Linked DNA regions of Gossypium hirsutum: region 1 is linked to region 2. The links are chromatin contacts, called in public Hi-C maps. All regions are on one chromosome and are shown on one strand. The core of a region is the stretch at or near the end of the contact, and the rest is flanking DNA. Distances in the headings are between cores, read along the strand shown.

What was found. A called contact is a pair of places that touch in the nucleus more often than the background predicts.
Region 1: a Hi-C map of leaf shows a contact between it and region 2, with 2.2 times the contacts expected there. The contact joins the promoter of LOC107930655 here to the promoter of LOC107960317 in region 2. A contact is called at or near these places in 3 of 34 Hi-C or Micro-C datasets (callus and leaf).

The regions. Positions count from the first base shown.
Region 1 is chrA01:44,113,685-44,119,131 of Gossypium_hirsutum_v2.1, forward strand. LOC107930655 (calcium-dependent protein kinase 7) reads right to left here and starts at 1,667. Exons shown (of 6, transcript XR_001693052.2): 1 at 1,362-1,667; 2 at 1,176-1,274; 3 at 548-785; 4 at 147-344; 5 at 1-61.
Region 2 is chrA01:43,605,259-43,610,600 of Gossypium_hirsutum_v2.1, forward strand. It overlaps LOC107960317 (phosphatidylinositol-3-phosphatase myotubularin-1), which reads left to right and starts at 3,157. Exons shown (of 19, transcript XM_016896636.2): 1 at 3,157-3,540; 2 at 3,628-3,696; 3 at 3,949-4,023; 4 at 4,847-4,918. The coding sequence starts at 3,430.

The DNA.
Region 1 (5,447 bases), core at 417-2,916, 510 kb after region 2:
TTCACAGTCTCACCCAACAGAACGTTGGGTGCTTTCTTGGCATTTTGTAGCCATGGATGTTCTGCATACAATAGTTGGGATTATTTTTCATGCATAGAAAATATATATCAATATAAATAAATCATACAACATTTACAGAAGGTTACCAAGCACTTCCTGTACTGTAAGATGCTGCTTTGGATCAGGATTAAGCATTTTCTTTACAAGGTCCTTTGCATTGTCCGAAACCTTAGGCCATGGGTCCCTCTTAAAGTCAATAGCAGAGCGAATAATTTCTTGTGTCACTTGAATCAACAACATAAATTATTGCTTGTGTATTTGGGAAATAGCATCTCCAATATGCCCTGTAAAAGATGCAGATTAAAAAGAAAAGTGGAAGACTAGTGTTAGAGGGTGGTGAAGTCAATCGGCGTGTTCAACAAGCAGCAAATTGCCCGATGAAAGGACTAAAATCATCACAAAGAAAGTAAATTGGAGATGAAAAATTTCAAAAAACAAAACTCCTTGAGTAAATAAATGAAAAATGATGAATCTTCTTTCATCTCACCTTATTGTCCAGCTAAAGAGCAGCCAAAAAAACCCACAAGATGTCCCCATATCAGAATTAAATAAATAGAAGAAGCAAAGTAACTTAGAGGTTGCATCTCCATTAGTTAGAAGACACACCACAACAGTTAAAGCTACTTTAACAAACCAATTTAAAACCTCATCTATTCCAAAAGTATTAAGATGTTTCCTTGAGACCACATAGCTTAAAAACAAGTACCTGATGCTTATCTGACCACCTGCAAAAAAAAAAAACTACATTTGATTTAAACTAGAACAAAGAGTTAAATGAATGTTACAACTTTATAGAATCTCACAGCTGATAAGCAAAATGGAGCTACATGTTTAAACTCAACAACTGAAACAATTTCTCTGTAAATTCAAGCCACAAAAGTTTCTGCTGATATAATTTTATACAATTCAAACTGTAACTAAAATTCCCAAAGGCCTTGTGGCAAATGCCAAAGCAAGCAGGCCAACCAGATAACTATAGGATCAAAAATGAAATTCAATGATTGTATTTTAAGTAAAAGGATTATTGTAAATTTCAATGATTCAATAAATTAAATTGAACTCCATTTGTATAAACTACATTAGCTGCTATTTCAGATTTATTAACGTTAACTTACCTAAATCTCATACTTGAAACTTGATGTTGTTGTATTGTACAGTCTTTACATTAAACCCAATCGCTCCAAAAAAGAGTTCAAAAAAATGGCGCATCGAAGCTGTTAGTCATTTAGAAAAAACAATGAAGACCCAAAACAAGAATGATAAAGAAGAATTGAGAGAGTAGCCTACAAAGGCAAACCTACTTGGAATTGTAGAGACTACCCCACCCATCTGAAGTCGATCTGTTGGAAGATGATCAAAATAATAATTAAAAAAATGGAATATGACCCTAACCTGAGAAGGCGAAAGCGTCGAGGGCGAAGGCGTTGATAGAGCTTCAGATGTGAGGAAGGGTAAAGTTAGTGAAGAGGCAGGAAGGAAATGGGAAAAAGAAAGAAAAAAAAAAGGTTTCAGACGTGAGGAAGGGAGAAGGGTAAAGTTGAAACTGAGACGTGAGGAATGGCTATTCTATGGGTAGGGTGTTGAATGCTATTTAGTGTGATTAGTGGGAATAGAGGAGGGATTGAAAGAGGCTGTAATAGGCATTACAACCAAACATTGGTTTGGTGGTGGGCCCATTGAATTGGGGCGTAATCTATTCCTATTATACCCAACCAAATATAATGTAATTCTTTATCGCGTAGTATACTAAGCGTCATACTCCTATAGTGCTCTTTGTATACATAATATTGCAACTCGAACTACCACCCTGGCACAATCCTAGCTTGGTCCCTCATGGCGTACTCACTCTTAAAGCGAACAGCATAAACGAACATTTGTAAGTTGACACAAACTTAGTGAGTTTTAACCCAAATTACCTTGAAGCATTTCATGTTGAATTCATCTTAAAGACTTTTGATTTCCTTTCTTTCTTTGGTGGATACTTTCTTAATATTAAGCGTATACATATACTCCAACTTCCATACTTAACCATCCTACACACAATTCACTCATTAAACAGATTCCAAACTTCACCACCTAATACAGATCTTATTTTTTTTTGAAAACAACTACACTTCTCAAAAGGATATCCATACAGAACCTACCTTCAACGGTTTCTCACTCAGTTGGATGTTGAATACCTTCCCCAAGATGGTGTACTCATAGATACTATTCTTAGCAGTTACTTATATTAACTAATCTTTTAAGATGAACTTCATACAGATCCTACATTTGCCAGATTCTCATACTGAATTGGCAACTATCAAATTACCAATCAGATCAGATCACAACTTATTCTGATGGACAAAATCTTCTAAGTCATCCCGTGAAATCCCAGACAACCATGTTACATATATGAGAACGCTCTGATTTGACGGACAACTTTTACTTTAGATAACATTTTTATATACAGCATGAAACACTCAAATTTGGCAGATACCATATAATTTATATTACTTCCTTACATAATGTAAACAAATTCAGATCTGGCAAACTCTTAGACTACTCATATTTACGAATATGCCAAATTACTTGTACTGACAGACTACTATGGTGGATTCACCTTTCAGAAATACTGTTGTGAACTTTTCAGGAAACACCTTTAAGTCATATTCAATTTCATCACAAGGCTATCCAAATAGAGATGTTTTCAAACTTACTCAAATCTCTACCACAAAGTTATCAAGTGAAGAAGTCTCTAAACTTATCCTAATTTTGCCTCAAAGGCAATTATCCAAATCTTACCTCAAGGGCATCATAGAATACGCCACACAAGTATCACAGAATAGGCTAGAAAGGCTTTATAGAATATGCCACAAAGTGTTTACAGAATACGCCACAAAAGCTTTACAAAATGTTATGTGTTTACTGTCTCGGTGGACTATCTCAGAGGGTGTCATGGGTTTCTCCTTCATGGTCTTGTACATATTTTCATACCATGCTCTACTTGTCTGATTTATATATTACCGGAGGCAAAACCATGAGTATTCTCATTATCATATAATGCCATGGATCTCTACCACATGGTCTTACACACATTTTCATAAAATGATCTATCAGCCCGGTTAGCAATGTACTTGCCCTACTGGAAGCATCACAAATGGTTGTGTTACTCACTTAACATGAAATGCACTTACCCAAATTCGTTCACACTTCTGACGAACTCATATTCTTTCATATATGATTTCATAAGCATATATACCACACATCATCTTAATCATGCAGCAAATCATATATATCATTTGTAATTATGCAGAACCTTTATGATAATTCACACACATACATTCACCAACTATCTGAGAAGACATCAATATCTACCATTATAAACTAACATGCAAGAGTCAGGACAAAGACTCACATGATACTCACCTTTACTGTAGCTCGGAGTTCCAAATCCAATTATCCTTCCTGAACCAGCAGCAGCACTAGAAGGTTGAAACATCCATCGATTAACCCAAAAACCTTAACTTCTAGGTTAACGAAAAGGAAAAGAATGTTTAGATCTAAGAAGAACTAGAGGGTGGAATAGAAAGAAGAAAAACCATCCCTATGTTCTCTTTTTACCGTATCTATATACCCAACTTCTCTTAGTAGATCTTAACAAGTGGTCATATTTACTAAAATTATACTTTGTTTTCCATACTAAAAATTTGGGGCAAGTAAAGAAAATCTGATGAAGTTGACGTTTAAAGATAAGCCAATCAAAAAGAGAGTCAAAACAGTCCAATTAACCATCAACTAATCCCATTATGAGAACTAACTATAACAGTGTTCATGCAAATCGGGCTTATTACACCTTGGCGGTGACTTGTGTATAGTGTGGTCTTAAAGACACTTTGCCCCTTACAACTTTCTCATATACTTAGTAGGCACTTTATGTTCAACCAAAACTCTGAGGTGTATCTTTCATTTGCTTACTCTTTCTTGAATTGAATAATACCCCTAAATGAAATCCTTGGATACTTCTACGGGCGAATACTTTATATCCTAACTTTAGTTTGCCAAAAGCTTGTAAAATGACGGACTATGCTACCATAGTGTGCCAAAATAGGTAACCTTTTTCACCTTTTTGTTAAATCAGTCTAATTTGGGATGTGACAGTTCAATTGTTAACCAATACATAAGCACTTTGGGTTCAAGACCTTCGAAGAAAATATCACATTATAGAACATAGGCTAGACAACATTGCGCAAGCTAATAGCTCATTTGTATGGTGTTCCTTTGTATTTGAAGAAATACTATTTGGCAGGTGGGCGATGGTAAACAGTCAAATTTTGGTTAAGTGTTTTGATTTCGGATCTTGGTCCTCTTTGGAATTATAAGTACTCTTCCACAGGAATTAATCAAAATGCTTTGGTTAATGAGATGACAACTTGATATGGGAAATGAGATTGGGGGAATCTCTCTTTATGGCTTGGTTATATTATGTTGCTTCGCATATGTACCTTCGTCCCTTCGAGATTAAATGGGGGCAAAGACATGATAACTTGGAAAAGGACGGTTAGTGGTCAATTTTTAGTTTCTGATGCTTATGTTGCCATTGCAATTCAGAATTGGATGCCATTAATAGTTGTTGGAAAGTTCTTTGGAAGCTTTAATGTCCACAAAAAGTTAAGAGTTTCCTTTGGCTTCTTGTGAAGAACTGACTCTTAACTAATACGAAGAGATGTAACAAGGGAATCGCCATCAATGCCTCTTCTCACCTATGTGGGGAAGTTCAAGAGAGTTCTATTCATGCAATGAGGGGTGGCTCAGGCCTGATACACGCGTGGAAAACCTTGGTGCCTCCTTATCTTCAAGTCAATTTCTTTGCCTCAAATTTGGTGGATTGAGGGATGGCTAATTTGAATATGTCCACTACCTATGTTTCTAGTAATGCCTATTGGAACACTCTCTTTGGAAATGTATGTTGGATGTTCTGGAAGAAGCATAATTCCATGGTGTTTAACGATTATGGTATTGACTCTAGCAATATACTTAGTACTTGCATTAGTTGGACTCAAGACTATAAAGACAATAGACTAAGGGGTGGTTTGAGAATCTTGAATGTTTGAAAACAGTTTGGTTGGAAACCACAACCAATTGCTTAGTACTTTCAATCCTTGCCATCACTTGGTGTTTATTGTTTTGTATTTGTACTTGAACTGCCACAAACCTTGGGTAGTAGGAAATATTGAGGATAGCAAGGTAGGTGATGGTATTGCTTGATTCATGGTGGTGTTAGCTAAAATATGTTTGTGTTGTGCGACAACTTTTTCTAAAGATTATTGTAATCATTTTTTGAATTAGAAATAAGACTTAATAGAATAGGAGACCTTTAAATTATATCTTTTGTTTGAGTTAGTATC
Region 2 (5,342 bases), core at 1,907-4,406:
ATTATATTGAACATGAACAACTTGATCTTCCCATTGTTCAAAATATCACAAAAAAAATTGCAAAATCTTAAAAACAATTTCATAAAAATTAAAACTTTTTTAAAAGAAATGAGTTGAAAATTTTACCATATTAATAACATACTTTGTTGCGTGCTCTCCTTGAAATCTTAATGCGACCATTTTTCTCTCAAAAAAGAAATGAAAAATAACAAGTTTTATTATTATTTTTTATTGAGAGAATTTTCGATGGGAACAGAAAAAATGAGTGACGTATCTATAGGACAGAAAGTTGACTTCCATTGTTGTCAACTTCTTTATATTAAATAGGTTGATTAAGCCAACAGGTAAAGATTCATTGATCAAACTTACAACCTTGATTTTGACATTAATGTGAGTTGAGTTTCTGTTAAATTATACTTTGCAGTCCTTCCCTCCTAACATACACATTCTTGTAATAATTTAACAGAGTACTGGTCTTAACGCATATTAGTGTCGAAGTACCCTTTAAACAACACAATTTTTTTTTTAAAAAAGTACTTCATAGAAACTTATTTTAATAAATAATAATAAAAAATTGCAATAATAAAGTAAAAAGAAAAAACCCAACTAAATGCCCTGAAAATCGTATCATTTTCGCGTATTTTGATTTCTTACTAAAAATAGATATATTGTTAAGTCCAGGTTTTTGTTTTATTTTTCATCATGTCACTTTTTGAATTTAAAATAATAAACAATTTTCAATGTTACAGCTTGATTACTCTAAGGTTTAAATATAATATATTTCAAATTTTAAATATATATATAAATTTACTCTAAGGTTTAAATATAATAATTAAATTACACTAAAATTTCAGATTTAATTTCGTAATACTGATAGGACTGAGAGGAAATCACAAAATTGAAAATTATATTTAGTTTAGCTTTTCTAGACAAGTTATAAAAGGTTTCTAAAATAAGTTTTTCGTCAAATTGAATTGCACAAAACAGTTTTCAATTATATAAATTATTACAATATCTTATTTAATTATATAAAATATTATTCAATTACATAAATTATTACAAATTTACAACATTCATAATGTTTGGTGTAAATCTAACAACATTTATTTCTTTGTTTCAAATCTCATATTATTTTATATAACATGAATTACATAAAAGATAATCTGATTATAAAAAAATTTATAATTTTTTCGTAATGTTTGACTAACATTAGACTAAACAAAGCTCATATTAAGGAGAATTTTTTTTAAAAAATAAATCAGTTTTCAATATATTTTTTTCTTTATTTTGTTGAAGTGTCAATTCTAATTAAAGGTGAATGTGCGATTAAGAATACACAATTATTCAAATGAACGAATCTTAATTTTATTTAATATAAAATAAAAAATTGCATTTAAGTTAGTCTAAAAAAACATAAAATATTATATAAAAAATAAATTTTATTTATTAGAAGCAGTATTTTATATCATGTATACTTCTATTGTTTATAAATATAAACTTTAGAGAAGTATTGTAAACATTCTTATTGATATTTTTTACATGATACCTAGAATTATTTATAGTCCCTCCTCAACTCATAAATAGAAGAATAATGCGTTTTAGTACACTCAAACTCACGTTCTCCTATATTTACAACAATACTAATACCAATCGAATTAAGATTCCATCAACTAATACATTTTTATCTTTAAAAAATCAAATGAGTTTAATCAACTCTATAACTTAAAAATATAAAATAAATTTAAATTATGTGATACTCACTAGCAGATAAATAAAATATTATATAAGAAATATATAATATTAACATTAGCATGCAACCTGCTCATCTATTTTAAATTTAACATCAAAATCAAATAAACCACCCATTTAAGATTTCTTTTAAGGCTGTGGTTTAAACTATTTTATTTTAAAAAATTATAAATCATCAAATATAAATAATTTAATACATTTATTTTTTTAAATGAATTTTTACTCCTTTCTCAATTAAATGTAATGGTGTCTCAGTGTTAACTCAATTAAAAATTTTATATTAATTTATATTATTAGTCTTTGTATGACAAGTAAGTTATAGATTTAGATTATATACTTCAATTCTTGTCGTATTACTAACATCATGCTATGTTGGCTTTTCTGTTTTCACATATTAAGAGATTTAATACTTGTCACTTGTCATTTACATAAATACTAAATTTTAAAATTTGAAAAGTATTAGTCACTATATTATGCGTAAGTTGTGAATTTAGTCTATGTACTTTACTTTGTTTATTTTTCATTCTTATACTTTAAAAAAATTAAAATTTTAGTTCTAACTAAATAGTAGTTATTAAATTAATCAAGTTATGCTATTTCCAAATTTTGATACTGCAGATATATTGCCACTTGTGTAATACCATATTAATTTACTATTTACACATATTATTTACTCAAAAACTAGTTAATAGATTTAACAACTACTATTTTGCAATAAGATTATAATTTCAAATTTTGAAAAATAGAATTAAGAGTAATCTAGTTAGAAAGCATTGACTAAATCTATAACTTTACACATAATATGAGACAAATAACATAATTAATCAAACAAATTTAACTATAATCCTTTAATAAAACTAAAATTCCAAAATTTAAAAAGTGCAAAATTAAAATTAACTAATTTGAATAATACAAATAATAAAACTGATCAAAACTTTACTAATTGTAAATGAATTAATATCATCCAAACTTTATAAATAAATAGTTTAGTCAATCGTTTGTTCCTTTAAGATTTAATGTGGTTTAAATGGGCAAGGCGGTACAGTACAATATATTTAATTTATTTTTATCTTATATTACAATATTTAATCTTATCATTACCGTTATTTTTACACTATCCGCAGATTAACTTACAAATCCAAACTCATAATTAGAAAAGTAAAATAATAAATTTATAAATTATGCATGTTAACATTTATAGGTATGGATCATGTAATTAATTTTTAGAAAAAGAAAACTATTTAATTAAGAAAACCAATATATAAGTTGATATGAATGTCATAATTTTCAAAATTCGGTTAAACTGATAGATTAGATTAAAATTTTATTTGAATTAAAGGTTGAATTATTTTTTAATATTTTATTTTAATAAATTATTGAATTGAATGGAATGATCGGTTCTGTCACCCGCAAAAACAAGGTTAGATGTAAAATTGAGTCCTACATAAATGGTTTGTTGGATCGAAATTGAATGATGAAATCATCAAACTAACCCATCACGCATTTGTTGTTTATGTGGCGATGCCGAAAAGCCGAAAACTTAACCCTCCCTTTGCCGCACGTCTCTTTCCTCTACTTTCTCTCCCCAATATCATTCCTTTCAATCACTTCTTTACTTTTTAATTTTCATTTTTCCCCCTTAAAAAAAGCGCTGAAAATTGAACTCAATAATCACCGGCTATGGCTGCATCGAGGCCGTCCCGATCGGTCTCCGCCAGAGACATTTCTATCGGTTGCGAAAGGTTGGACGGTGCTGGTAGTTGGGACACCCTTGAATGGACCAAAATTGAGGTTTTCTTTTTCTTTTTGGAAAATTCATGTTTCCAATTGTAGGGTTTTCTTTTTAAGGCTTGATTAGTTGATCGATTTCAATTGCAGCCAGTTACGAGGTCGGTTTCACATGCCAATTTCGAGTTTTTGCTTGAAGCTGAGCGAGTTCTAGATGAGGTAATTAAGGATCATTTGTTTTGTTTTAAATTCCTTGAATTAAGTGGGCGCGCAATTTGAATTATTGGTGCAGGCATTTTGTAACAAATAATTTAGATCACAAATTATTATTTCAACTGAAACGAGAAATTCAGTGATTTTTAATTTATTTTTTTTAAAATAAATAATTTTATTGTTATAAAAAGGATAGCGTAAGTAATGCCATTTTTATAGCATAAGTAATGCCATTTTTAATTTACTTCTTTTTTCCAGGGCCATGGTGTTGTTCTTGTTAATACCGATGAGGCTGGAACCTTGTTTGTTACCAACTTTCGTCTTCTCTTTCTCGTGAGTCATTTACCTTATGAAATTTAGTATTTGGTAAATTGTTGCCATCTAGCATTTTGGCAACATATGACAGCATCATGTTAGCATATTGGGTGAGTGAAAGGATACTGGGTTGCAGAATGGATATATATTTGTATATTTTGAACTTGAAATAGATTACATTTACATGTAAGATTATAGAAAATTAGCTCTAATTCTAAGCACCTAACAACTTACACAGTTACTTGATATCTAATAATGTAGTTCAATCTCTGGTTTTTTTTTTTTAAGTAAATAGGTTGAATGCTCCAATTTAATCCATGTCTAATTATCATGCTTTAACTTTTGTTTTAGGTTGATCTCACCCAATTACTCTTAATTCGGAAATTATAGGTTTTTGCTTACTGTATGATTTGATATTGGTATCGGTACAGAAATCGTTGATCTCACAATCTAATATGCTTAATTATTTCTTTATGAGATGTCTTGTTTTGTTATGAAATTATTCTGCATGATGGTTGTTTATGTAGAGAAGATGAAAACATCTTAATAGAGATGACATAAGAGTTTGAAGAGACAAAAGGCATTCACAAAGAAAAGAACGAGCAATTTGTATTAGAAGAGACAATTATTATAATGGCTCGAATGAGTTAATAATGATGATAGAAAATGGACAGGCAATAGCATGTCCGCAGGGCTTCATTATTTCTGTTGCATTTTGCAAAACTTCTATGACATCACTATTCATGAATCTCTGTTATATGTATGCTTTAGTAGTACATGTATTTATTCATTCTTGTTACAACTTCAATGTAATTGATCAATTTTCTCCTTTTCTCCAAAGAGTGACGGGACCAGAAATATTGTTCCACTAGGTACCATTCCACTGGCAACAATTGAGAAATTCAACAAAATGGTAAGTTATTGTTTGTTGTTAAGCCTTGAGATAGGAGCTTTGCCTCAGGTGGAGATTCAATTTGAATATATGGTGCAACAACCTCAATGTGGACCCTGCCAGTATAAATGAAGTTCGTTGGAATGAGTCTTAAGTGAGACTTTGGATCAGTACTGGGGTGGGGTGAGGGAGAGGAACTTTTTATTTGATCTTTATTCATTTCTGAGATAGTTGAGCAGTAAGTTCAATAGAGTGTTTTTAGAATTTCTCAAAGTTTTATAGGCTGGAAGAAGTCATCCTTGAGTACTCTTTTGATGCATTGTTTGGTCTTATATCATCTAAGAGTGACTGTTTGTCAGCTGCATTCTGTTATGTCAGCTCAGTTAACCAACTGGCTCATGATACTTGATAGGTCTTAAATTGAATGGTCTCTTTCTTATTTCCA